Linked DNA regions of Sus scrofa: regions 2 and 3 are each linked to region 1. The links are chromatin contacts, called in public HiChIP or PLAC-seq maps. All regions are on one chromosome and are shown on one strand. Each heading gives the region's core, a stretch centred on a gene start, on an enhancer-like site or on the middle of the called end of the contact. The rest is flanking DNA. Distances are from core to core; before and after follow the strand shown.

What was found. HiChIP or PLAC-seq counts read pairs in DNA pulled down with a chosen protein or histone mark.
Region 2: an H3K27ac HiChIP or PLAC-seq map of alveolar macrophages shows a contact between it and region 1. The contact joins two enhancer-like sites. A contact is called at or near these places in 2 of 2 datasets of contacts at active chromatin or transcription factors (alveolar macrophages and skeletal muscle).
Region 3: an H3K27ac HiChIP or PLAC-seq map of alveolar macrophages shows a contact between it and region 1. The contact joins two enhancer-like sites. A contact is called at or near these places in 2 of 47 Hi-C or Micro-C datasets (both in embryonic fibroblasts) and 1 of 2 datasets of contacts at active chromatin or transcription factors (alveolar macrophages).

What each region holds. Positions count from the first base shown.
Region 1 is chr14:28,723,544-28,728,341 of Sscrofa11.1, reverse strand. NCOR2 (nuclear receptor corepressor 2) reads right to left here. Exons shown (of 49, transcript NM_001044576.1): 14 at 2,040-2,094. Among named protein-coding and RNA genes, the nearest start is that of NCOR2, 83 kb to the right of the region's middle. Within about 2 kb of position 2,236, at least 57 of the 83 cell types and tissues checked have an H3K27ac peak or open chromatin away from gene starts, as enhancers often do. A contact at or near this core is called in alveolar macrophages, where this site is marked.
Region 2 is chr14:28,534,738-28,539,319 of Sscrofa11.1, reverse strand. No RefSeq gene overlaps it. Among named protein-coding and RNA genes, the nearest start is that of NCOR2, 110 kb to the left of the region's middle. Within about 2 kb of position 2,654, at least 19 of the 83 cell types and tissues checked have an H3K27ac peak or open chromatin away from gene starts, as enhancers often do. A contact at or near this core is called in alveolar macrophages, where this site is marked.
Region 3 is chr14:28,514,188-28,519,203 of Sscrofa11.1, reverse strand. No RefSeq gene overlaps it. Among named protein-coding and RNA genes, the nearest start is that of NCOR2, 130 kb to the left of the region's middle. Within about 2 kb of position 2,048, at least 14 of the 83 cell types and tissues checked have an H3K27ac peak or open chromatin away from gene starts, as enhancers often do. A contact at or near this core is called in alveolar macrophages, where this site is marked.

The DNA of each region.
Region 1 (4,798 bases), core at 987-3,486:
TTGCTGAGTAAGTGACTGGCCCTCTCTGAAGCCCACCACCTCCTCGTCCACAAGGACCAGTAAGAGCGACAGTGTCCTCAGAGCAACTGGAGGACACAAGATAAGGATGCTGCCATCTGCAGCCGCGGGGCTGGTCTAGGTGCTCACTAAAGCCGGCAGCCATCACTGACACGATGTAAAGTGTTGGTATGATGCTCGGAGCTGGTGCCACGCCAGGACCTGGCCTCTGAGGGGCATCCCATGAGGGCTGCTGGGTGCAGAGGCGGGCTGGGCCTCAAAGCCCTGTGTCCTTATCCACTTCCTGGATTGTGCTATGAACAGGGGCTGCTCCCAGGCTAAATTTGGCCACCAGCATGGCCTGCCAAATAGTGAAGAAAAACATTTTACAATCAGATGCCAGCATTTGCAAACTGGGTGATGTGGGCGTCCAACTTCTCCTTGAACAAATTCTGGAGAATACCTTCCTGTGCTGGGCGACCACGAGCTGGCCCTAAAGCATCAGGTGGCCCTCCACAAGGGCAGGGGTTGGCCAGTCCACCCAGCTCCCACCCTACTATTCGCCTCTCTCATGCCAGTCCTCAAAGGCATCGCTGGAACCTCCAGCTTCAGACTCTTCTGGAAACTCTATTGAAGTCTCAGCTTGGGCTGCCTCTTAGCCAAAGAACAGATAAAGTTTTTCCAGCACAGGGACCTCTGATCCCCTCATTCCCAAACGGTGCTGGTCAATTACCAATTTCAGAAACCCCTGTTTCCATCTCTGGGAGCCCCAACCTAAAACCTCCTGTGTGGTCCACACCCCTAGGAAGAAGCTGTCACTCCCTCGGAGGAGAGGCTATTTATAGGGATTGCTTCTCCACACTGGTTTTTCAGGCAGGGAGAGATTTCATTTCCCCACACTGCCCCATCTCCCTCCTTCTATGGTTATCAGCTCATTAAGGGCAGATGCTGGGAACAACTGTTACCCTTTAAAATAACCGCCCGGATCCTGCTCCGACCGCCCTCCCACAGCAAGGAAGTGTGAGGCCTCCAGCAGCTGGGTATTTGCAAAGCTGGGGGTGGGCGGGCACCCCACCTCTGAGAAACAAGATTTAGGGAAACGTTGCTTAGAACACCCAGCATGGCAACTCCAGAAAGTAAATCTTTTCAGGAAGCTTGTCTGGCTCCGCCCTGATGATGTGGAGTCCAATGGCCAACTGTGACCTAGGGCCACATCCAGCCCCCAGACCAGCTCCTTCCTACCTGTGGCTGATCCAGCCACTGCCTAGGCCAGCCTCGTGGGTGCATAAAAGGGGGCTTTCCCATTCTCTGGGATGCTTTGTATCCACCTGCTAACGGGAGCCAGAGCAGAGAGAGGCGCTGCCCCAGGCTGGGTTTGGGGCCAAGGTGGGGTGCAAATGTCTGTGTGTGTGGGGGGGGTGGTTGGCCTAACCCCGGCCTGTGGAAGTTCCCAGGCCAACAATCAAACCTGTGCCATTACAGTGACAACACCAGATCCTTAACCCACTGCACCACCAGAGAACTCCTCGAGTGTCAGTTCTATGTAAAGGTCTACTCAGTGGGGATGAGGACTTGCCAGCCACACGCCAGGGTTGGCATCAGGGTTATCAACATAGAGTGACCATCAGAGGGACTAGAAGGGTCACTTTGTCCAGGACCCCAGAGGACAACCACTCTTGCCCATCCAGCCTTAACTAGGAGGCCAGGCATGGCATATGGCTTCTGGAACCTGAGCCCAATCTGTCAGGATGCTGGCTGCCCTGTCTAAGGAGCGGTCTTTGGAGAAGCCTGCAGTGCACACAGCTCTCCTGGGGTTTCCCGGCCTTAGCTCCACCCCCAGGGCCGGGGCGGGGCCTGTGGCTGCTTCTCCCAGGAGGGAGGAAGGAGGGAAGTGCTCGCAGACACAGTAAGGAAAGCAAGGAGCAAGCAGGCAGAGGCCTCGTGGGCGGGGTGGGAGGGTCCTTCTCCCCGGCCCAGGAGGCCGCGGCAGGAGTGGACGCCAAAAGGGACGGATGGCGCAGGGCTAGCAGGCAGGCACTTACCTTCCTCTCCAGGAATGATGCGATCAGGCCGAAGTTCTTGGGGTGCTGCATGAACCTGTAGGGAGAGAAGGGCGGCCCTGAGACCAGGACGAGAGGAGCTTCCCGGCTGGGCAGCCGCCGAGCTCCCGGGCGCCTGCCATCTCCGCTGGCCCGGCTGGACGGGCGCCGCCCCACTCGGAGCAATTAAGCCCAGGGGGGTGTGGGAAGGGCTGCGGGCGGGACCGAGGGGTAAGAGAGGGCGTTCCTTGGAGTGAGTCACTGGTTTTAGCGCCTTTGAAAATACATTTGTTTGTCCTGCTGGAGGCGGGTTCCAGGAAAAATGAGGACATTACATGCAGCCCTTTGCTGGGGTTCCCCCCCTTTTAAAATCTGCTTTTGTTTCTATCTCCGGCTGGGCCTGGGAAGCTGGGCCTTGCCCGGCCCACTCAGGGGCCCCCACTGGCGAGGTCACAGGGCAGGACTGGTGAGGCCGCCGGGCCTCCCCGGGAGAGGTGGGAGCAGAGGCTCTGGGCGCCCGCAGGGAGGCAGGCAGAAGGCAAGCCAGCCCAGGAGGAGGCAAGAAGGGACTGAAGCTGGAGGGGTGGCGGGGAGCTGGCGCCCCACCAGCTGGCTTCCTGAGCTGCCAGGAGAATTACTGGGAAAGAGCTCGGCCTGGCTGAAATGTCAGGGCCACAGGAGCAGGCGGACAGCGGGGGTGGAGATGTGGGTCAAGGCTGCTCTGGGGCTCTGGGGAGGCTGGGCGGAGCCTCGGCCTGCCCGTCCCCAAGAAGCACCACCGGCCCTGAGGTCTCCCCCAGGGAGAGAAGAGGCTGCTGGCAAGGCAGGGGCCCTGGGACCCCGGGAGGGAGCCTGGGCCAGCGCCTGGCGATCGTCCTGCCCAGCCCTCCAGATGGCTGGGCAGGCAGCCAGGGGGCCCCTCCCCTGCTTCCCAACCAGACACTGGAGAATCCGGAACGGCCTCTTCTCTCTTCCCAGAGGAAGCCGCGAGTCCGAGTCCCAGGCAGGCTTCCCAGCCTAGGAACCTGCCTCAGGCAGTTTGCAAAGCTGGAAACACCCCAACGCCTTTCTTTTCCAGACAGAAAAAATCTTCCCTTCCCCTCCTCTCCCTGCCCAAGTGACACTTCCTTCCCCCCGAATCCTTTCCTCAAGGTTTCCCCAAGCAGAGGGAGAGTCCCCAGGAGACCAGGAATCAAACTTGAGAATCTCTTAGGGCACCTGTTTCACCCCCCTCCAACCTATACCCTCCGCCGACGTTTACTGATTGTTATGCACTGAGCACCTAGAGACGCTGAATAAGGAGACACTGTGACTACATCCATTTTACAGATGTGGAAACTGAGGCTCAGGCAAGGGAAATAGAAGCTCCAAGTCACAAAGCCAGTAACTGGTGGAGTTCTACGCCACTGGTACACAACTGTCAAAGGCCCCAAGTGCTATTAATTCTGCTGAAAACAAGAGGTCTCCGAGAACCTTAAAAGGTGCAAGCTGTCATAGGGGGGCCCCAGCAGATACCTGCCCAGCCTGGGTCCCCCCTTCTTCAGCTACTGGATTAACAGAGTGTGAAATCGTTAGAATAGCGACATGAAAGCTCCAGAAAGGCCAAACACAGAAAGCACCCCCAGAAACTTTTTTTTTTAAAGAAAGCATAAATAAATAGAAATATCAAACACATGAGGGGAAATTTAAACACCAAGCCAACAGTAACTCTTAGCATCCATGACTGTTCTGTAGTCACTTCATATAAGGAGAACAATCAGGTCTGCGACCGTGAGAACCTAGAAATGAGCCGCTAAGGACCTGGGTTTTCTGTCTCTGAGCAGTAAACCCCAAACACATCACGGGAATTGCTCCCCAAAGTACGATTTCCTGTGGAAGACTGCTGAATCTGTGTGAGGCGCTAACACTGCAGAAATCTGTGTTAGAGGGTGTGTTCTACCATCCGGCTCCTTTTATGTCTGTTTTAGAATTTCCATAATCAAAAGCCATTCCAAAAAAACCCAAAGAACAAAACCCACGACTTTCCATGCAAGACCCTCTTTCATCGCTCCTCTTGCATTTCCAAGTCCTGCTCTCTGTGCCAGCTGCTACACCCAGCCTTGCCCATGACCTGGAATCGTCCCTGTCCCTGAAGCCCCATCTGGCACTTGGGAGCCACCCCACTCTGCCAAGGGCACAAAGACCCCCAGGCCCTGCGGCCTGGCCCCACAGCAGATGGCTGCAGAGCGCTGGTCATCTCTTTTGCAGAAACTCTCCTGGAGGTGAGGTCTTCTCTGGAGGTGGAGGGGGACATGGACGTGGAGGTCGAGTGGCCAGGCCCAACACGCCCACCTGCCTAAACACTGAGGCTCTATGTGTGCCTGCGTTTCCTACCCTCTCGCCTCACGGGGGGGGCCAGAGTCCTGAGGAGGCGCTTTGTGCCCTGGATGTGCTTCCCTGGGTCACAACTTTCGAGTTTGGTGGGAGAAAGGAGGGCTTTCTCCATCTGACTCCTTACTCATCTCCCCAAAACAGCCATTCTCCTCTGTCATTTTTAGAAGTCCCAAGCTTCACCCCTTAGCATCCAGTTCCTGCCTCTGCTTTCCAAAGCAACCCTCAGCTCCCGCTCCTTGGCTCTACATCCCCCTTTCTCCAACAAGCCTTTCCATAGCAGCTGAGCCCTTGCCCCGAAGCTGGGGGAATCTGAATCCTGCTGCCGCCATTTGCAAGCTGTGTGACCTTTGTTAAGTGTCTTAACCTCTCTGAGCCTCTACTTCCTCATC
Region 2 (4,582 bases), core at 1,405-3,904, 190 kb after region 1:
GGATGAGACAGAAATTTCCAAGCAGCCAGCAGACAGGTGGCCATGGGAAACACCCAGGCCTGGAGGAGAGATCCCTCAGGAGTGGGTCCAGGCCCTCAGGGACAGAGGGCATTTTTCAGAGCTGGTCACCGCAACATCCCCCATCCCTCGTGGTCCTCTTACCCTCGGACCCTGACTCTCCTCCCACCTGAGGGGGAGCTTTTCATCACCTCCCTCTTGAAGCATGTTTGTGACTCACTCATAACCAACAGCATGTGGTGGAAGAGATGCTGGGTGGCCAAAGTCTCAGGCAGGGGCGCAGGTACATTCATGCATTTATGCAACCCTCTGCCCTGGCATGGGGCTGTGGCTCAGCAATCTCAGTGCTCTCCCATCTCCCTCTGCTCCACCCAGCCACCAGGTCAGGCCCTTCCCCATTTTTTTTTTCACGGCTGCACCCGCAGCATATAGTTACCATATAGTTCCCAGGCTAAGAGTCAAATCGGAGCTGCAGTCGCCGGTCTACGCCACAGCCATAGCAAAGCCAGATCCAAGCCGCGTCTGCCATGTACGCCACAGCTTGCAGCAATGCCAGATCCTTAACCCACTGAGCGAGGCCAAGGATTGAACCCACATCCTCAGGGATACTAGTCAGGTTCTTAACCCATAGAGCCACAGTGGAAACTCCCCCTTCCCCTACTTAGAACTCTTCAGTGTGGGAATGACTTTATCCCTTTCTCCAACGGTAGGAATTGTGCCTGTCTTTTATCAGATTTTGTCACTCAGCTCCTCACTGATCTCTCGCCCACCGGATGATAAAATTAAATTGTAGAGAGGTTTCAAGAGGTCACTTTGTCTTCCCAAGGTCAAAATGATCAACATAGACTTAAGCCTTCTAGAATGTATGGCAAACGTGCCTGTGGTCCCCTGTTCTTAGGGTCACTGCGGGTGGTGCTCATACAACAACCACAACACTAATAGCAGAAACAGTAAGAGAAGGCTCTGTGCCAGTCGCCGTTCTAAGCAGGTCTCACCTCTATCACCCCACTTGGATATGCTCATCGGCCACGCTGGTGAGATTCTTAGGGGCAACTTCTTATCCAGGTGGTTGGGCAAGGGAGTTTGTAATCGTCAGGTTATGCCAGGTTATGTTGCAGTTACCAAACAACCCTATGATGTCCGTGACTTGACGCACAAAGTCTTATTGTCCTTCACACGACAAGTGCATGGTGTGTCAGCCACGGACCTTGCTGTACAACGTCCTCACCCCTGGACCCAGGCTGCGGGGTGGTGTGGCCAAAGGAGACTTCTGGAAGGTCTTGCACTGGCAAATGAATGTTCAGCTTGGAACTGTCACTTCCACTCACATTCACTGGCTGAAAACCATCATGGGATCCCCCCTCCCCACTGGGGAATCAGGAAGCGCCCAGAAAAAGGAATATATGAGCCTCTCTGCTGCCCCAGGGTCTGCAGGGTGCAGTAGCTAGTACCTGGGTCCAGTGTCCCACCCACCCCTCCTTCCCCTCAGGGTCCATCCCCTTCTGCATCCTCACCTTGTAGTGGGAAGAATAACCCCGCACCCCCACCCCCAGAAGGGGCTGTCCTACCCCCACAACCTGAGGATGTTACCTTACTTGGTGTGTTAGCTCAGGCTACCATAACAAAATAGCACAGACTGGGGGCTTACACAACAGAGATATATTTTCTCACAATCCCGGATGCTGGAGTCCAAGGTCAAGGTGTGGACAGGGCTGGTTTCTCCTGAGGCCTCTCTCCTTGGCTTGCAGACAACCACCTTCTCACTGTGTCCTCACTGGGTCAGCTGGCTCTCTGTGTGTGCGCTTGCGCCTCTGCTCTCTTTGTATCCTAATCTCCTCTCCTTCTAGGGGAGGGTGGGTGCCAGTAGGCTGAGGTTTAATGACCTCATTTTAACACAATTGCCTCTTTAAAGATCCTATCTCCAGAAAACAGTTACATTCTGATGTTCTGGGGATTAGGGCTTCAACATCTGAGTTTTGAGGGGTTCACTATAACCCAGGGCAAAAGAGACTTTGCAGGTGTGATTAAGAATTTTGTGGAGGTTCCGGGAGTGGAGGTTCCGGGAGTTCCCGTGGTGGCTCAGTGGGTTACAAACCTGATTAGTACCCATGAGGATGCAAGTTTGATCCCTGGCCTTGCTCAGTGGGTTAAGGATCTGGTATTGCTGTGAGCTGTGGTCTAGGTTGCAGACGTGGCTCAGATCCCGTGTTGCTGCGGCTGTGGTGTAGGCTGGCAGCTGCACCTCTGACTCGACCCCTGGCCTCGGAACTTCCATATGCAGCAGATGTGGGCCTAAAAAGCCAAAATTGGCCATCTCTGTAGAAACTACCGCCCAGACCTAACCTGCTTCCAGGCAAAGGGACCCAACAGCCCAGTGTCACCACTCTGGATGAGGGAGACTGGCCTGTAGCCGTGAGGAATTAATACAAAGGACATGTGACCACAAATGACCTGATCCCTTTCTCTCTACCCTGGGGACCACACGCTCACATGCTCAGCCACCCCCCTGGCCTCCTGACCTGTTTTCTGGCCACACCCAGCTGCTTTTTTCCAAACTCACAGGCCCTGTCCACGTCTCAGCCTCTGCTCTGGCTGTTTTCACTTCCTGGACTCCGCGTGAGCCTGACTCATCCTCATCCATCCGTCCATCCATTAAGCTCCAGGGACAAAAGTCTCCCCCGAGGCTAACAGCCCGTCCCACCTGCCCCGCCTGGCCCAGAGGAATTAACCTCATTTCATTCACTCAATAGACGTTTGCTAAGTGTCTCTTCCTTTCTCACCAGACGGTGAACAGGACCGACAGCCTTGACCTCAGAGCAGATGGTACAAAATGTCCCACATTCCTGCCCTGCTCGCCACCCCCCTCCCCCGCCACACACAGCTTCCTCTGTTATTAATATCTTGCATTACCTTGTGACGCATTTGTTACAATGACTGAATCAATATGGATACGTCATTTTTCCCGGGACTCCACAGTTGACATTCCGGCTCTGCCTTGGTGTTGGGCCCTCTATGGGTTTGGACAAATGTATAATAAAAGATACCTGCCATGAGGGCACTGTCACAGCCCTCAACACTCCCTCTGCTCTGCCTTTCATCCGTCCCTCCCCACAACCCTCGACAACTACTGGGCTTTTTTTAGTGTCCCCCTAGTTTTACCTTCCCAGAATGTCAGAAAGATGGAATCACACATAGGTAGCCTTTTCCGATGGGCTTCTTGCACTTAGAAATAGGCATTTATGTTTCCTCCATGTCTTTTCCTGGCTTGCTAGCTCATTTCTTTTTAGTGCCAAATAAAATCCCATTGTCTGGATGGACCACAGTTTATCCATTCACCTGCTGAAGGGCATCACAGCTGCTTCCAGTTGGGGCGATTATGTGTAAAGCTGCCATAACTATCCGCGGGCAGGTTTTTGTGCGGACGTAAGTTACCACCTCCCTTCGGAAACAGGTAAAAGCGCAGTAGCTGGATCGCAGGGTCAGTGCGCTTTCAGTTCTATACAAAACCACCAAAAAGTGTTCCCAAGCAGTTCTGCTGTTTTTGCCTTCCTACCAGCAATGAATGAGTTCCTGGGTTTTTACATTTAGTTCATGGTTGAAAAAAAAATCAAAAGAAGAAGAATATTTCATGACTCGTGAAAATGATAGGAAATTTAAATTTCAGGGCTCACAAAAAGTTTTATTAAAACACAGCCATGCCCATTCCTTTAGGCACTATCTCTGGCTCCTTTTACACCGCAAAGGTAAAATAGGAGAGTTGAGACAGAGACAGGAAGTTCCACAAAGCCAGAAATATTCTGCCTGAGCCTTTGCAAAAGAGGCTTGCCCACCTCTGACTTAGTATAGAGATTTTGAGATTCACGTACATTGCGACACGTGTCAACACTTCTCTCCCTCTTATAGGTATATATTTTTTCTTTTTTCTTTTCTTGGGGGCCACCTGCATGTCATGTGGAAATTCCCAGGCCAGGAATCAAACCTGTGCCATAGCAGTGACCCAAGCCACTGCCGTTGCAATGATATATACACACACATATTTTAAGTCTCACAAAGTGTTTTTTGGTTTGGGGGGTTTTTGGCCACACCCACAGCATGCAGAAATTCCCGGGCCAGGGATTGAACCTGCGCCACAGCAGTGAAAACACCAGATCCTTAACCCACTGAGCCACCAGGGGATCTCCAACACTTCACTCCTTTTTATTGCTGAATGGGATCCATTGTGCTGGTAAATGAAATTTATCTGGTTACCAGCTGATGGATATTAGGTGTCTCCAATTTTTAGCTCTTCTGAATAAAGCAGCTCAGCACGTTTGTGTCTGAGAATATATGGGACACAGGTCTTCACTTCTCTCCGGTAAATGCGTGTGAGTGGAATTGCCGGGTTGTGATGGTAGGATGTGGTTTCCAATCAAGGGCCATTTTATCCTATTGAACCCAAAGAAGGGTTCTTTCTTTGCCCTTTGCCCTTTGTCCTCTGCCAAACTAGACAATGAAGCATTCATTGCCCAGGGGAAGAATAAGAGAGTAGAAAAACATAAAAAAGCCTATTCAGTTTCAGAAGGCA
Region 3 (5,016 bases), core at 799-3,298, 210 kb after region 1:
TTTTTTGGCTGCATACACAGTTTATGGAAGTTCCCGGGCCAGGGATCGATTCCAAGCTACAGCTGTGACCTAGGCCACAGCTGTGGCAATGCTGGATCCTTAACCCACTGTAACACAGCGGGAACTCCTATTTTTATTTTTTTCGAATTTATTTAATTTATATTTTTTTGGTCGTGCCCACAGCATGCAGAAGTTCCCCGGCCAGGGATCAAACTCAAGCCACAGCATCGATCCGACCCACAGCGGTGATAATGCCTGATCTCTAATGGGCTAGGTCACCAGGGAACACCAAATTTATTTTACTGAAATATAGTTGATTTGCAATGTTGTGTTAATTCCTGCTGTACAGCGAAGTGACTCAGTTATACATATATATACATTCTTTTCTGTTACGGTTTATCACTGGATATTGAATAGAGTTCCCTGTGCTATAAGTAGGTCCTTGTGGTTTATCCATTCTATATATACTAGTTTGCATCTGCTAACTCCAAACTCGCCACTCATCCCTCCCCCACCCCCTCCCTCTTGGCAACCACAAGTTTATTCTCTATCTGTGAATCTGTTTCTGTTTCATAGATAAGTTCATTTGTGCCATATTCTTGATTCCACATATAAGTGATATCATATGGTATTTGTCTTTCACTTTCTTACTTAGTATGATAATCTCTAGGCCCATCCAGGTTGCTGCAAACTCTCTGTCTCCCTCTCAAAAGGACACTTGTGGTTACATTTAGGGTCTGTGCGGTTCGCCCGGGATGGTCTCTCCATCTCAATGTCCTTAGTCACATCTGCCAGGCTCCTTTTGCCTGGGCATCTTCAGGGGGCGCTATTCTGCCCACTGTGTGCATTACCAACAGCCTTGCAAGGGCCCTTTCCGCCCACCACATTTCTGTCTCTCTCCTGTGCCAGCACATGCTGATTTGCTTCATTCTTTTCGGCCTGATGGGCACTTGCACAGCAACTGCCTGTTAAAAACCACGCTGGCAATGTTCATAGGGAAACCATCAGAGTTCTGGGCTCCCCTGGGAGCAGAGAGGGGAGCTGGCTAGCTCTGAGAAAGAGTTCTGGAAAATATTGAGCCTTCCCACGGCCAAACTCTCCTCTGGAGGTGCTTCCAAGTCCCCCAGATCCCCCAAGTCAGAGGTGGCTGGTGCAATGTGAGATGTGACCCCAAAGCTGGGATCTGGGGACAAAATGGCATATAAGCAGAGGTCAGTGTACAGTGGGAGAAAGGAAATAAAGTGTCCTTGTTTTCGGGTCACGTGCAGAATGATCAGTGCCTGAATGGACCTACTTAAAATTCAACTGTTTCCTTACATTTACATTTGTCGTTTATGCAGCCTCACATTAGCTACGCTGGTTAACTTTCTTTTTTTTATTTTTATTTTTTCAATTATAGTTGATTTATAGTGTTCTGCTAATTTCTACTGTACAGCAAAGTGACCCAGTCATACATATACATATATATTCTTTTTTTTTTTTTTTTGCTTTTTAGGATTGTACCCATGGCATGTGGAGATTCCCAGGCTAGGGGTCTAATTGGAGCTACAGCTGCCACAACCACAGCAACGCCAGATCTGAGCAGCATCTGCGACCTACACCAGACCTCACGGCAACACCAGATTCTGAACCCACTGATCGAGGCCAGGGACTGAACCTGCAACCTCATGGTTGGATTCATTTTCGCTGCTCCATGACGGGAACTCCTATATATTCTTTTTCTCACATTATCCTCCATCATGTTCCATCACAAGTGACCAGATATAGTTCCCTGTGCATATTGTAAACAGTGAGTGCTGCAATGAAGATACAGGTGCATGTATCTTTTTCAATGAAAGTTTTGTCTGGATATATGCCCAAGAGTGGGATTGCTGGTTCTATGTTTAGTTTTCTGAGGTACTTTCATCTGTTTTCCATAGTGGTTGTACCAAGCTGGTTAACTTTCGGTTGCCCCTCCAGACCCTCCCTGCTCTGTTTATCAGGAGGCTGACCCTGTGGACTACATTTCCCAGGATCCCTTGCACTCTGGCTTCCTTCCAGAATCAGCCAATGGGAAGCACCAAGGAAAGATAGAAGGGTGGGAGAAGAAAAAGGGTGAGGTACTTCCCCGGTACTGCCTTTCCTGCCTGACCGTAACTGGAACAGGGGCTGTGTTCTTCTGCTGAAGGACCCTTCTGTCAGATGGCCCCTGTCCTCCAGCTCCAGCTCTCTCTGGGTTCCAGTAGCTACTTCCTGTCCATGCAGCCTATGGGTAATAACAGCTTCTTGTTTTCAGGAGCCCTGGGCACTGCACAATTTCTTCTTGGGTTCCCTCCACAGACCTCACCTCCACCTTTGTAGGCTGTCCCTTCACTAACTCTCCCAGTTACTCCATTTGAGAACTGGGACTCAGACAGATACAGTGAACAATGATATTTGTGACACTGCAGGTTTGCTGCACAGTTACAACGTGTGAACACACATTGAAATAAATACTAATTATTAAAGCCAAAAAAAATACTGTGGTGTTCTACTTAAAATCATCTCATTTCATATCATTGGTATTCATGGCACTTGGGACATTGTCATGGAATAAGCTCTATTACAGGGATGATAAAAAGCTTGTGGTGGCCATTATGGCTCAGTGGGTTAAGAACCCGACATAGGGTCCATGAGGATGAGGGTTCGATCCCTGGCCTTGCTCAGCAGGTTAAGGGTCCAGTGTTGCTGCAAGCTGCAACATAGGTCAAAGATGCAGCTCAGATCTGAGGCTGTTGTGGCTGTGGTGTAGGCTGGCAGCTGCAGCTCTGATTTGACCACTAGGCTGGGAAATTCTGTATGCTGCAGGTGCAGCCATAAAAAAAAAAAAGAAAAAGAAAAAGAAAAGGAAGAAAGAAAAAAGAAGTAGGATAAAACAAAGCTTATTTGACCTAAGCATGGGGACCAAATAATCATACATCCTGAGGGAGTGGGGTGCAGCTTGCCAAGGTCAGGCTGCACTAGGGATATGGACTGGGGGGAATAATGGAGGAAGATAAAGTCCGTGTAAGCACTCTGGGTACCACTAAATTGTTGGAGTCTGGTATTTCCAATGGGAAACTTACCATTTTTGTAAATAACTGCTTATATGAGGCTGTAACCATGCACTGCTCAGAATTCTTGCTTGCAAGTGACAGAGACCAACTCAAGTTACTATATTAGGTTCCTCGATTGCTGTAACAACATGCCAAAAACTGGGCATCTTAAAACAAGAGGAATTCATTGTCTTACAATTCTGGAGGCCAGAAGTCTGAAATCAAGGGGTCAACAAGGCCATACTCTGATGGTTCTGGGGAAGAACACTTCCTTCCTCTTCTAGCTTCTGGTTTTGCCGGCAACCCTAGGTGTTCCTTGGCATCCTAGTCATACGGCATGGTCCCTTTGAGTCATCTTCCCTCTGTGCATGTCCGTTTCTAAATTTACCCTTTTTTATAGAGACTCCAGTCATACGGGGTTAGGGCCCAATCTAATGACCTCATCTTAACTTGATGACCCCTGTCAAAACACTATTTCCAAATACGGACACATTCTGAAATACAGGGGTTAGTATTTCAACATATATTTTTGTGAGAAGGGACAAAATTCAACTCTTTATTTATTTATTGTCTTTTTGCTATTTCGTGGGCCGCTCTCGCGGCATATGGAGGTTCCCAGGCTAGGGGTCGAATCAGAGCTATAGCTGCCAGCCTATGCCAGAGCCACAGCAACGCAGGATCCGAGCTGCGTCTGCGACCTACACCACAGCTCACGGCAACGCCGGATCGTTAACCCACTGAGCAAGGGCAGGGATTGAACCCGCAATCTCATGGTTCCTAGTTGGATTCATTAACCACTGCGCCATGACAGGAACTCCAAATTCAACTCTTTATAGTGACTCAATTTACAAAAAAGAAGAAGAAGAAGAAGAAAAGGAAGGAAAGGAAATTATTGCTCTGGTTAATAAGAAAAGAAAATCCGGAGTTCCCATCTTGGTGCAGCAGAAATGAACCCGTCTAGGAACCATGAGGTTGCGGGTTTGACCCCTGGCCTCGCTCAGTGGATTAAGGATCCGGCGCTGCCATGAGCTGTGGTGTAGGTTGCAGACGCGGCTTGGATCCCACGTTATTGTGGCTGTGGCGGAACAGCTCCGATTAGACCCCTAGTCTGGGAACCTCCATATGCCGTGGGTGCGGCCCTAAAAAGACAACAACAACAACAACAAAATCAACAAAATCAAGGTGTTGTGGCTAAAAGAAGGGGAGGGTGGATATTGAGAAGATCATTGTCAGTTCCTGCCCAGGAATTTTTTTGGGGGGAGGGGCTTGTCCAAAGTCACACCCTTGGTCAGTAAGGGAAACATATTTGAACCCGCCACTGCCCGTTCTCTCAGCTTTTGCTACATTTGGTAATTGCCTAAAGAGGAAAATTAAAAGATGTTATTCTTTGTTGGTTTGATTGATTTTGGCTATGCTCATGGCATACAAAATTTCCCAGGCCAGGGATCACACCCACATCACAGCAGTGACAATGCCATATCCTTTAAATGCCTGGCCACCAGGGAACTCCCAAAGGTATTATGTAAATGTCCTTTTAAAGTGTTTCTGCTGAGAGAGGCCGAAGAAACACTGGGTTAAGCAAAGGGAAACAGGTTGCTTTGTTCTAGGACTTTTCCAAGTGAATCAAGACGCCCCAGATAACAGAAGCCTTGATTCGAAATGGCTTCTCCTAGAAGGGACTGTATTATGTCACTGCAGTGGAAAACAGAGACTAGAGACTGTGGCAGGGCTGGTTGATTCAGCAGCCCACTTAGGATCAACAAGGATCTGGACTTTTTCCATTTTTGGGCTCTGCCATCTTTAGGCTCATCCCCTCATGGCGCAAGATGGCTGCTGGTGAGCCAGGCATCCAGTCACAAGGCCCGAAGGGCAGCAGAGTGAATATCCTTTCCTCACAGCCCTATGTAAAGACAAGGAAAGCTTCCCTAAAGCTACCGACACTTCCTCTATCACCAGAATTTTC